Linked DNA regions of Mus musculus: regions 1 and 3 are each linked to region 2. Evidence: chromatin contacts called from public ChIA-PET and HiChIP or PLAC-seq data. All regions are on one chromosome and are shown on one strand. The core of a region is the stretch at or near the end of the contact, and the rest is flanking DNA. Distances in the headings are between cores, read along the strand shown.

The links. ChIA-PET counts read pairs in DNA pulled down with a chosen protein or histone mark. HiChIP or PLAC-seq counts read pairs in DNA pulled down with a chosen protein or histone mark.
Region 1: a contact with region 2 is called in an HNF4G HiChIP or PLAC-seq map of pancreatic cancer cells. The contact joins two enhancer-like sites. A contact is called at or near these places in 1 of 484 Hi-C or Micro-C datasets (the G1E-ER4 cell line) and 1 of 115 datasets of contacts at active chromatin or transcription factors (pancreatic cancer cells).
Region 3: a contact with region 2 is called in an RNA polymerase II ChIA-PET map of memory CD8 T cells, with 5 read pairs. The contact joins two enhancer-like sites. A contact is called at or near these places in 2 of 39 promoter capture datasets (the C10 cell line and stem cell-derived epiblast-like cells) and 2 of 115 datasets of contacts at active chromatin or transcription factors (large pre-B cells and memory CD8 T cells).

What each region holds. Positions count from the first base shown.
Region 1 is chr11:78,358,856-78,361,604 of GRCm38.p6, reverse strand. It overlaps Foxn1 (forkhead box N1), which reads left to right. Exons shown (of 9, transcript NM_008238.2): 7 at 1-179; 8 at 337-828; 9 at 2,535-2,749. Among named protein-coding and RNA genes, the nearest start is that of Gm30367, 12 kb to the left of the region's middle. Within about 2 kb of position 1,359, at least 141 of the 459 cell types and tissues checked have an H3K27ac peak or open chromatin away from gene starts, as enhancers often do. A contact at or near this core is called in pancreatic cancer cells, where this site is marked.
Region 2 is chr11:78,885,691-78,888,470 of GRCm38.p6, reverse strand. No RefSeq gene overlaps it. Among named protein-coding and RNA genes, the nearest start is that of Nos2, 34 kb to the left of the region's middle. Within about 2 kb of position 1,285, at least 225 of the 459 cell types and tissues checked have an H3K27ac peak or open chromatin away from gene starts, as enhancers often do. A contact at or near this core is called in memory CD8 T cells and pancreatic cancer cells, where this site is marked.
Region 3 is chr11:79,518,631-79,521,668 of GRCm38.p6, reverse strand. All of the region lies in intron 36 of Nf1 (neurofibromin 1), which reads right to left. The region is part of intron 3 of Evi2 (ecotropic viral integration site 2); the gene reads left to right. All of the region lies in intron 1 of Evi2b (ecotropic viral integration site 2b), which reads left to right. Among named protein-coding and RNA genes, the nearest start is that of Evi2b, 3.6 kb to the left of the region's middle. Within about 2 kb of position 1,563, at least 158 of the 459 cell types and tissues checked have an H3K27ac peak or open chromatin away from gene starts, as enhancers often do. A contact at or near this core is called in memory CD8 T cells, where this site is marked.

The DNA.
Region 1 (2,749 bases), core at 110-2,609, 530 kb after region 2:
TCGCCATAACCTGTCCCTCAACAAGTGCTTTGAGAAGGTGGAGAATAAATCCGGAAGTTCCTCTCGAAAGGGCTGTCTGTGGGCCCTCAATCCTTCCAAAATCGACAAGATGCAGGAAGAACTGCAGAAGTGGAAGAGGAAAGACCCCATTGCTGTGCGCAAAAGCATGGCCAAACCAGGTGAGGCTGTCAGGCCTGTGTGAGAAAGGCCAAGGGACCTGGGTACCAGAATGAAGAAGAGCAGAGCCTGGGGAGAGAGGGATACAGGGAGGGGGGTCTGGGCTGGGAGGCTACAAAGGAGAGAGGCCTCATGGTGTTTTCTTTTGGGCCTTTGCAGAAGAGCTGGACAGCCTCATTGGAGACAAAAGGGAAAAACTGGGCTCTCCGCTGCTGGGCTGTCCACCCCCTGGGCTGGCAGGCCCAGGTCCCATCCGGCCCATGGCACCATCAGCTGGTCTTTCCCAGCCTCTGCACCCAATGCATCCAGCTCCAGGCCCCATGCCTGGCAAGAACCCCCTGCAGGACCTACTGGGTGGCCATGCTCCCTCCTGCTATGGGCAGACCTACCCACACCTTTCCCCCAGCCTGGCCCCTTCTGGACACCAGCAGCCATTGTTCCCACAGCCAGATGGGCATCTTGAGCTGCAGGCCCAGCCAGGCACCCCCCAGGACTCACCTCTACCTGCCCACACACCACCCAGCCACGGTGCCAAGCTGATGGCTGAGCCTTCCTCAGCCAGGACCATGCACGATACTCTACTGCCAGATGGAGACCTTGGGACTGACCTGGATGCTATCAACCCTTCTCTCACTGACTTCGACTTCCAGGGTGAGCTGGGAGCTGGGAGCTGGGAAGGGTGGGACAGGACTAGAGAGGTGCTCTTGGCTGCGTGGCCTAGCCTCTTCATGTCTCTAGGCTGCCACCTGCTGGCTCCTGAGTTTCTTGTCACCTGAGGCGGATGACTAGGAATGTTAAATTCGCATTTGCTCCCTGCCCTCCAGATCATGAGCTAAAAGGCTCTTTCCCCCATCTCCCCCCTCCTGGTACTCTGATCATGTACCAGATGGCTTCATCATCAAACCGCTCATCTGACAAAGCTGGGAAAAGCCGGAAGTTCCATTGGTGTACTTGACTGTGAGGGACTGGGAGGCTAAACGTTCCAAAATCATTTGCGTTTTATCAGAATTTAGCTTTCACTTCAGGAGACAGACTTTCTATGGAATGGAAGACCTCAGAGCTAAGCATGTCCTAGAGAGATTTGAGGGTACAAGCCCAGAGAGGTGAATCTTTACATTCTCCTCCATCTTGCCCGCTCCATCCTACAGGCAGCCAAGCCCCACCCTCTACCCTTCTAAGCCCCGCCCCTTCCCGTTTGAACTGTAGTGTACCGAGCAAGCCTTTTTGGAGGAGGCTGTTGATCTATACCTTAGACTGTTAGAAATAAACTTCACATAGACCTTCATTCCAGACCTGCTGCGGCTGCAGAGAACAGGCGGCTGCAGAGGAGGCTATGTGGACGTGGGATACTATAAATTCTATCAGAAGGCTAGAGATGTGGGTAGGGGGTAAAGCGTTTGCCTAGCATGCACCAATCCTTAGTTAGGGTCAATACCCCAGCATCACAAAACCCTTAATTAATACCCACTCAAGCTCCTACTGAGTACCAGGCATCTTGCAAACAGCTTTACATATGTTCTTCCCATCTGGACCTAGCAAACAATACTATACAGAGAGATACATCCACTCAAGGTCGCTGGGCCAGAAAGAAGGAGTTGAACCCAGGTGGCCAAGAGCAGCCAGCGTTGTCAGGTCTCTTTCTCCACCCTGCGGTGATGATGTTCCAGGCAGCGACTCCAGTCACTGGCCTGCCACGCGGCAGGTCACACGACCCTAGGAGGAACTCAGTGACAGCACTGTTTGTTCCTCAGAGTCAAGTGTCCTTTCTGGTTCTATCCCTGTACCTTGGGTCCTGTGAGGGGGCGGGGAGGAGGGTCTAGGGAGCCAGACCTGTGTACCTCATCAAGTTCGGTGGTGCACTGTGGGAAGACTGTAGGCGGCAAATCAACCTTTGGGAACCAAGGCAGAAGCCTGAGTGAAGAGGTTCAGGGGGGCCTCTAGGCCGCTTCCAAGAAGAGCTTTGCAACAACCTTCAAATGGGCAAATCCTTAACCTTAATCTAGTACCCTGTTCTTCTCGAAGAGGCCCAGAGGTTACCTGCAACTATGGCAGTGGTTCTCAACCTCTGGGTCGCGACCCCGATGGAAAGTCTGATGACCCTTTCATAGGGGTCGCCTGCATCTATGGCTTTTACACCGTGCTACCTTGGAGCTCGGAGCTGGACTCTGAGGCTCAGGAAAAAAAAAAAAAAGTTCAGTGATTACTTGAGGTCCCAGAGTGGATGCCAAGATAGGCTTCCAGTCCGCATCACCAGACTCCTGTTCTCTGAGGCTTCTGAGGTACTTGGGTGGGAGACAGACTGGGCTTAACTCTCTATGGCCTGCCAATGATGAGGCTTCTTCCCTCTCCCCGACTAGGAAATCTGTGGGAGCAGCTGAAGGATGACAGCTTGGCCCTGGACCCCCTCGTATTGGTGACCTCGTCGCCGACGTCATCCTCCATGTTGCCACCCCCACCAGCAGCCCATTGCTTCCCCCCAGGGCCTTGTCTGGCAGAAACAGGCAATGAGGCAGGTGAACTGGCACCTCCAGGCAGCGGCGGCTCCGGTGCTCTGGGAGACATGCACCTCAGC
Region 2 (2,780 bases), core at 36-2,535:
ACTTGGGTTCTCTTCCTCTGGAATAGCAACTAAATACTCTTAACTACTAAGTTATCATCCCAGTAAATTTTAATTTTTTTTAATTTGAGAAGACTAGGAGATTAAGTTAGCCACATCAATCTGGTTATATGGATACACAGTGGCATTTCAGGTTATTCATTAGTACTCATATTTTATCTATTTTGTTTTGTTTTTAAGATTTATTTATTTATTTTATGCATATGAGCACACTGTTGCTGTCTTCAGACACACCAGAAGAGGGCATCTTATCCCATTACAGATGGTTGTGAACCACCATGTAGTTGCTGGGAATTGAACTCAAGACCTCTGGAAGACCTTAACCTCTGGAAGTCTGTGCTCTTAACCACTGAGCCACCTCTCCAGCCCCTTGTTTTGTTTTGTTTTGTTTTGTTTTTTTTTTTTTGAGACAGTTTCTCTGTACAGCCCTGGCTGTCCTAGAACTCACTTTGTAGACCAGGCTGGCCTTGAACTCAAAGATCCGCCTTCCTCTGCCTCCAAGCATACTGAGACTGTGGGTGTGCACGAGCACTGGCCAGCTAGTACTTGTGTTTTTTAAAAATGTTACTTATTTAATGTGTATTTGTGTGCACCATATATGTGCAGTGCCAGAGGAGGTCTAAAGACAATATTGGATCCCCTGGGACTGGAATAACAGGCAGTTGTGCACCACTAAGTGACTGCTGGGAACCAAACCTTGATCTTAATCCCTCAGCCATCTCTCCAGCTGCTAGTTCAAAAGAGATGGCTACATGGAGCTATGAACTAAATTCCTTGCCACTAAAGGAGGAAGAGAAAGGAAGGGGGAGGGGAAGGGAGGGGCGGCTAGGAGCAAGAGATCTGAGAGCAAGGTATCTGTTTTTAATTCTGCGCTCCTCCCTTGTGAACGGCAGGGTTTATTAATCCAAAGAGGCTGGAGGACCCCCCTGCAAATGCCCATCATGGTTGCTAGAAGGGTTGCTATGATACTCAGCCTTTGCATAGGCAATCACAGTACCAGCAGCTGCAAAAGAAAAGGCAGCCAGAGTGCCCCAGAAACACTCTGTCTTTGAATATAAAATCAAACATTGCAACTGGGCCAGCTTGTCTGCTGGTGAGGGTGGAAGAAAAGCCTAGGGCCGGGATGTTTGCCTCTGAGCCGGGATGACTCTTCCTAGAGTTGTCAGGCCTGGCTGGTTTCCACTACCCAGCAGGATTGTGCTGTGACAATGCCAAAACAAGCAGACTGGGAATTCCCTCCAGCTGAAGCCTCTGCTCAGGCACTGCGCTCCACACTGGTGTTTTCACTTTCTCTTTCTCCCCAGCATCACACGGGGTAATACAGCATTGTGCAAGCTGTAGCAGAAACAAGCTTCCCGGGGGGGGGGGGGGGGGGGGGGGGGGGGATTTTGGGTGTCTTGTATTATCTTCACAAAGCTCCTCTTTCTGGAAGTCCAGTTGAGGTACCGCCTGCCTCTGAACTGATGTTGAAAGGATCTGAGCCATGGGTTCAGGCCTGGTGTGGGTGATCAGTTAGAAGTGAGTGACCTCATTAGACTCCACAGGCTCATGTTTCCATGGTAAGGCCCAAACCAAACCACAGGCTGTCAATCAGGCCTCTGGGCAAGAGAGGCCACAAGAGAATCTGTGAGGCTGCCCACCCAGTGATGGAGCCCCTGCCCTCAATTCTGGCAAACTCCAGCTGCTCAGGTGACCCCAGTTAGAAGAGCAGGTGAGTGAGCCCCTGCCAGCTGAGCTGCCCCACTCCCTAGATTTGGGTCCCTAAGACTATTCTACTCTCCCCCTGATCCCATCCCACCTTACTGGCTTGCCCATGGCCACACCAGTCAGAAGAACAGACTCCAGCTGCTCAGGTGCAAGCCACACCCATCAGAAAAACAAAAACCACCCCCCTCTGCTGCACCAAAGGCCAAGCAAGTTACCAAAAGTCCAGCCCCAAACCTGGTCAGAGATTCCCTAGTGGTTCAGAGTTCAAATAAACTGCTAAGAATGCATGCCACGGAAACCAAAGAGGAATCAGAAATCAAGGAGCAAAGCACTCATCCAACAAGGACAAACTCAGAAATCAGCATCTAGACCTACAATCATCCCAAATCCAGATGCCTAACTGCCAGAGTAGGAACACAGCAGCCAGAGCAGTGCGACACCATCAGAGCCCAGCTATCCTATGACAGCCAGACCTGAATATTTCAATGCAGCTGGAGCGCGAGAAGATGACCTTAAAACCAACTTTACGAAGATAATAGAGGCCTTTAAAAAAGAAATGGGAAAAATAAAATCCCTTAAAGAAATCAAAGAAAAGACAAGCAAAAAAAAAAAAAAAAAAAAAAAATTGAAGAACCTGTGGTCTAATGTCCCAGTGACCTGCTGGGTGCCTGCTTGCTCCTCTGAAAGTGCTTCTGAAAGAGTGTGCGCCCCTCCTGCTCTGCCTGATTCTCAAACCCATGAAAGGTTTATATGTCATCATTTCTATTCTTGCCTTGAGTTCTAAGAAGCCCAGATCAAATCCCCCCTCCTCTCCGTTGCCCTCTCTTTCTGACAAGATCTTGCTATGCGGCTTGGCTGGCTTTAAACCACCAGTCACGAGGACCAGGAGCTGGTTTGTCAGTTAAAATGTTTGCTTCCCAAGCAAGTAGATCCAGAAATCTAAATGCATGCCCAGTGGGTGTGGTGACCCACCCATAATTCTGGCCTTGGTAGGCCAGAGACAGGATTCTCAAAACAAGCTGGCTGCTAGTGAGACTAGCCAGAGAAAGTTCTGG
Region 3 (3,038 bases), core at 314-2,813, 630 kb before region 2:
TTTCTTATATCAAAATAACTGAAAGATCTAATTTTGTTTGTTTATTTGAGACAGGTTATCACTATCTAGCCTTGGCTGGTTTGGGCCTCCTTAAGTAGACCAGGCTGGCCTCAAATTCACAGAGATCCATTTACCTCTACTTCCAGTGCTGGAATTAAAGGCCTAAGACACCATGCACAGTTCAAAGACAAACTCTGACATAACTATCTACACTTACCTTTTTTCCCTAAGGAATGTTTTCCTAAGTTCATCAATTCCTTATTAAAATGATATGTATTTCTTATGATAGCCAATTGAACAGCATTAATTTTTCTTAGGTAATTTTGTGGTAATGGGGACCAAACTCAGGGCCATGTGCATGGCAGGCAATCACTGTAGCCCTGGCAGTATGCGACAGGCCACCATGAGTTCCGATCTCATTGTCTCGGTGCATACGAAGTCACTAAAAATATGTACATTTTCCCTTTAAAAAAACAAAAAACAAAAACAAACAAACAAACAAAAAAAAAAACAAAGAACCAAAATGCAGATTTAAACCTCAGAATTTAAATAGAGAGAAGTATTGCTATAATAAGGTTGAGAAATCTAGCTTTCCCTGAGCAGGAGAGTAAAGGCTTTCTAAGAAAGGTCCTACATAGACTGTTCCTAGGTCTCTGTGGTTGTCAGGGTTACCTCTGGGTTGTGGCAGGGCAGTGAGGGTAGGGGAAGCTGAATGGAGCCTGGATTGAGGACTGGTCATGTAGCCTCTGTCCTGGATGGTCAGCTCTTTGTTAATTCTTGTTCCCACATACAGGCCAATGACAGGAAATGACAATTCTCAACAATCCTCTTTACCTATGTCCATTCATTCATTTTCTCTCTCAAGAGCAAGAGCTCTACCACTGAGCTAAGTCCCCAGCACCCCCACCCCCATCTCTAACTGCATTTGACCTACTTCAGTCTTCTTTAGTAACTTCCTGATAGTTAATAAGCAACTACCATTTCCAATTATTTCTTTTTCTTCAATATCTTTTCTAATCAACTGATCCTTTCCCACATATCTAGTGCATCCTAAACCTTTTTTTTTTATAATTTCTTGTTAGTGCTCCTTTTTATAAAAGAAAAAAAATACTTATTCCCATTCTTTCTATTCTAAATTTTAATCCCCTTTTTATCCCCTGCCCCAAATCAGCTGACCATCATCTTTCTCTGCAGAAACAGTGTCCATTTAGGAATGTACAAGTTACAAAGTTGGCAAGTATGTTGAATAAGCTTGCATGTTACAGTAACAGAAACAGCTTCATTAAATCTGAAAAGAGTCAGGCTTCCTGTCCCCCAAAATTATTAAATCCAAAATGTCTTCTTTTTGTCTTGATGCTTCTCTAGAGTATGCAGAGCTGCTAGAGTGAGATTCTAAGAGGTTCTAGTACTCTCCTGTGGCAGATCCTAGGAGGGTACATGACAGAAATGATGAGCAGGGGAATGTTGGATGCTATTTTAAAAGTGGGTTTTGCTTTTACTACTGCTGACAAGTGGAAGCATCACCCTGAAGCCTCTAGCTTCCTACTGACATCAGAGGTGATGAACCAATCAAAGCTGATCTTACAAACCACACTGGGTTTTATAATTCGGTTCCTGTGTTAGCTGGTTCCTTCTCTGTTTCCTTTTTCAGCTAACTAAAAAGAGGAACCATATGGTTTCTTTATTTTAAGCAAAGTCACAAAAGAGGAAACATTTTTAGTTGGAGACAATTCTATATCTTCTGTTGCTTTGGAAAGCATTTTCTAAAAACATTTACAAAAGAAAACTTTGAACACCATTTTCTAACCAAAGCTTTTTGGGTAAGTAACCTATAAAATTACTGTGTGGAACGATAGGAATGATGACCATCTAGAGATGAGTCAGACCCTCATATCCACGCCAAAAATTTCAATGTTTCCCTAAAAAAACCTTAAAAGATGGATAAAACACAGAATTTAACTAAGTTTTCTTTGTATTATGGTAGAAGGCTTAACAGAAAGTCAAAGTGAGACAGTAAAGAACCAAGAGGCCAGCGCAGATTAAATATTTACTGAGCAACTAAAATGAAAGGCATGGAGAATCGACGTTAGAAAACCTGAAACGGAGGGAGAACAGACACAAATCAGACTTTAGAATCACATGGTACAACCTCATGCTGTCACTAACAGCCACAACCCAGACAAGCTGCTCAACTCATTTTAATTTGCTTCTGTGAAGGTTAAATGAAATAAGTATGTAAGTCTCAAATTTATCGAATACTCTTATATTTTTGGTTGTGAGCCTACCCTTTAACGGCTGAGCCATCTCTCTAGCCCATTTATAGCATACTCTATAGAGGTATTTTCTTCCTTTGTTTTTTCCTACCTTTGTGGAATTGTTTTTTAAAATAATCTCGTTTAAGGCAATGGGGATAATAATAGAAAATGTGCAAACAACATAATAAAAACAACCATTCAGGTGGGAAGAAGCAGGAATGAGGCACATCCACAAAGTAGGGCCAAAGAAACCAGCAGGACAGCAGGCCGAGGATGCCCAGGGGAAGCTATCTGTGCCTGTGGTCAGTCAGAGAACTGGGTTTATGAAGGGGAATTTAAATTGAGGTCTACAAGATGAAGACAGGTTCAGACATATAGTCAGCAGAAAAAAGGATTAGGGAAAAAAAGAAAACACTAAAGGCAGCAAAATGGCATAATTTAATGTGTTTAGGAAGTATTCAAGGAAGCTAAAGCTTGGTTTGTAAGGTTTTCTCCAGACAGAGATGTGTATCCTTGTGTGAAGTAGCAACCAGGTCATGCATGGTTCAAGGGTAACTAACCTGCACCAGGCAAGGGGCTTCAGAGAGCTATTTTACAGTTTAGGCTTCAAGCATGAGAGAGAAAATATAAAGAAGAAACAGACTAGAAAAAAACATTATCTTTTCTTGTAAGTCTAGGTCCTCTGGCTCAAGCATGTGATCTCAGCAATCATGGATCTTAGCAAGGCCAACCTGGGCTAAACTGGGCGAGTGTCTTAAAACATAAAACAAACAAACAAACAAA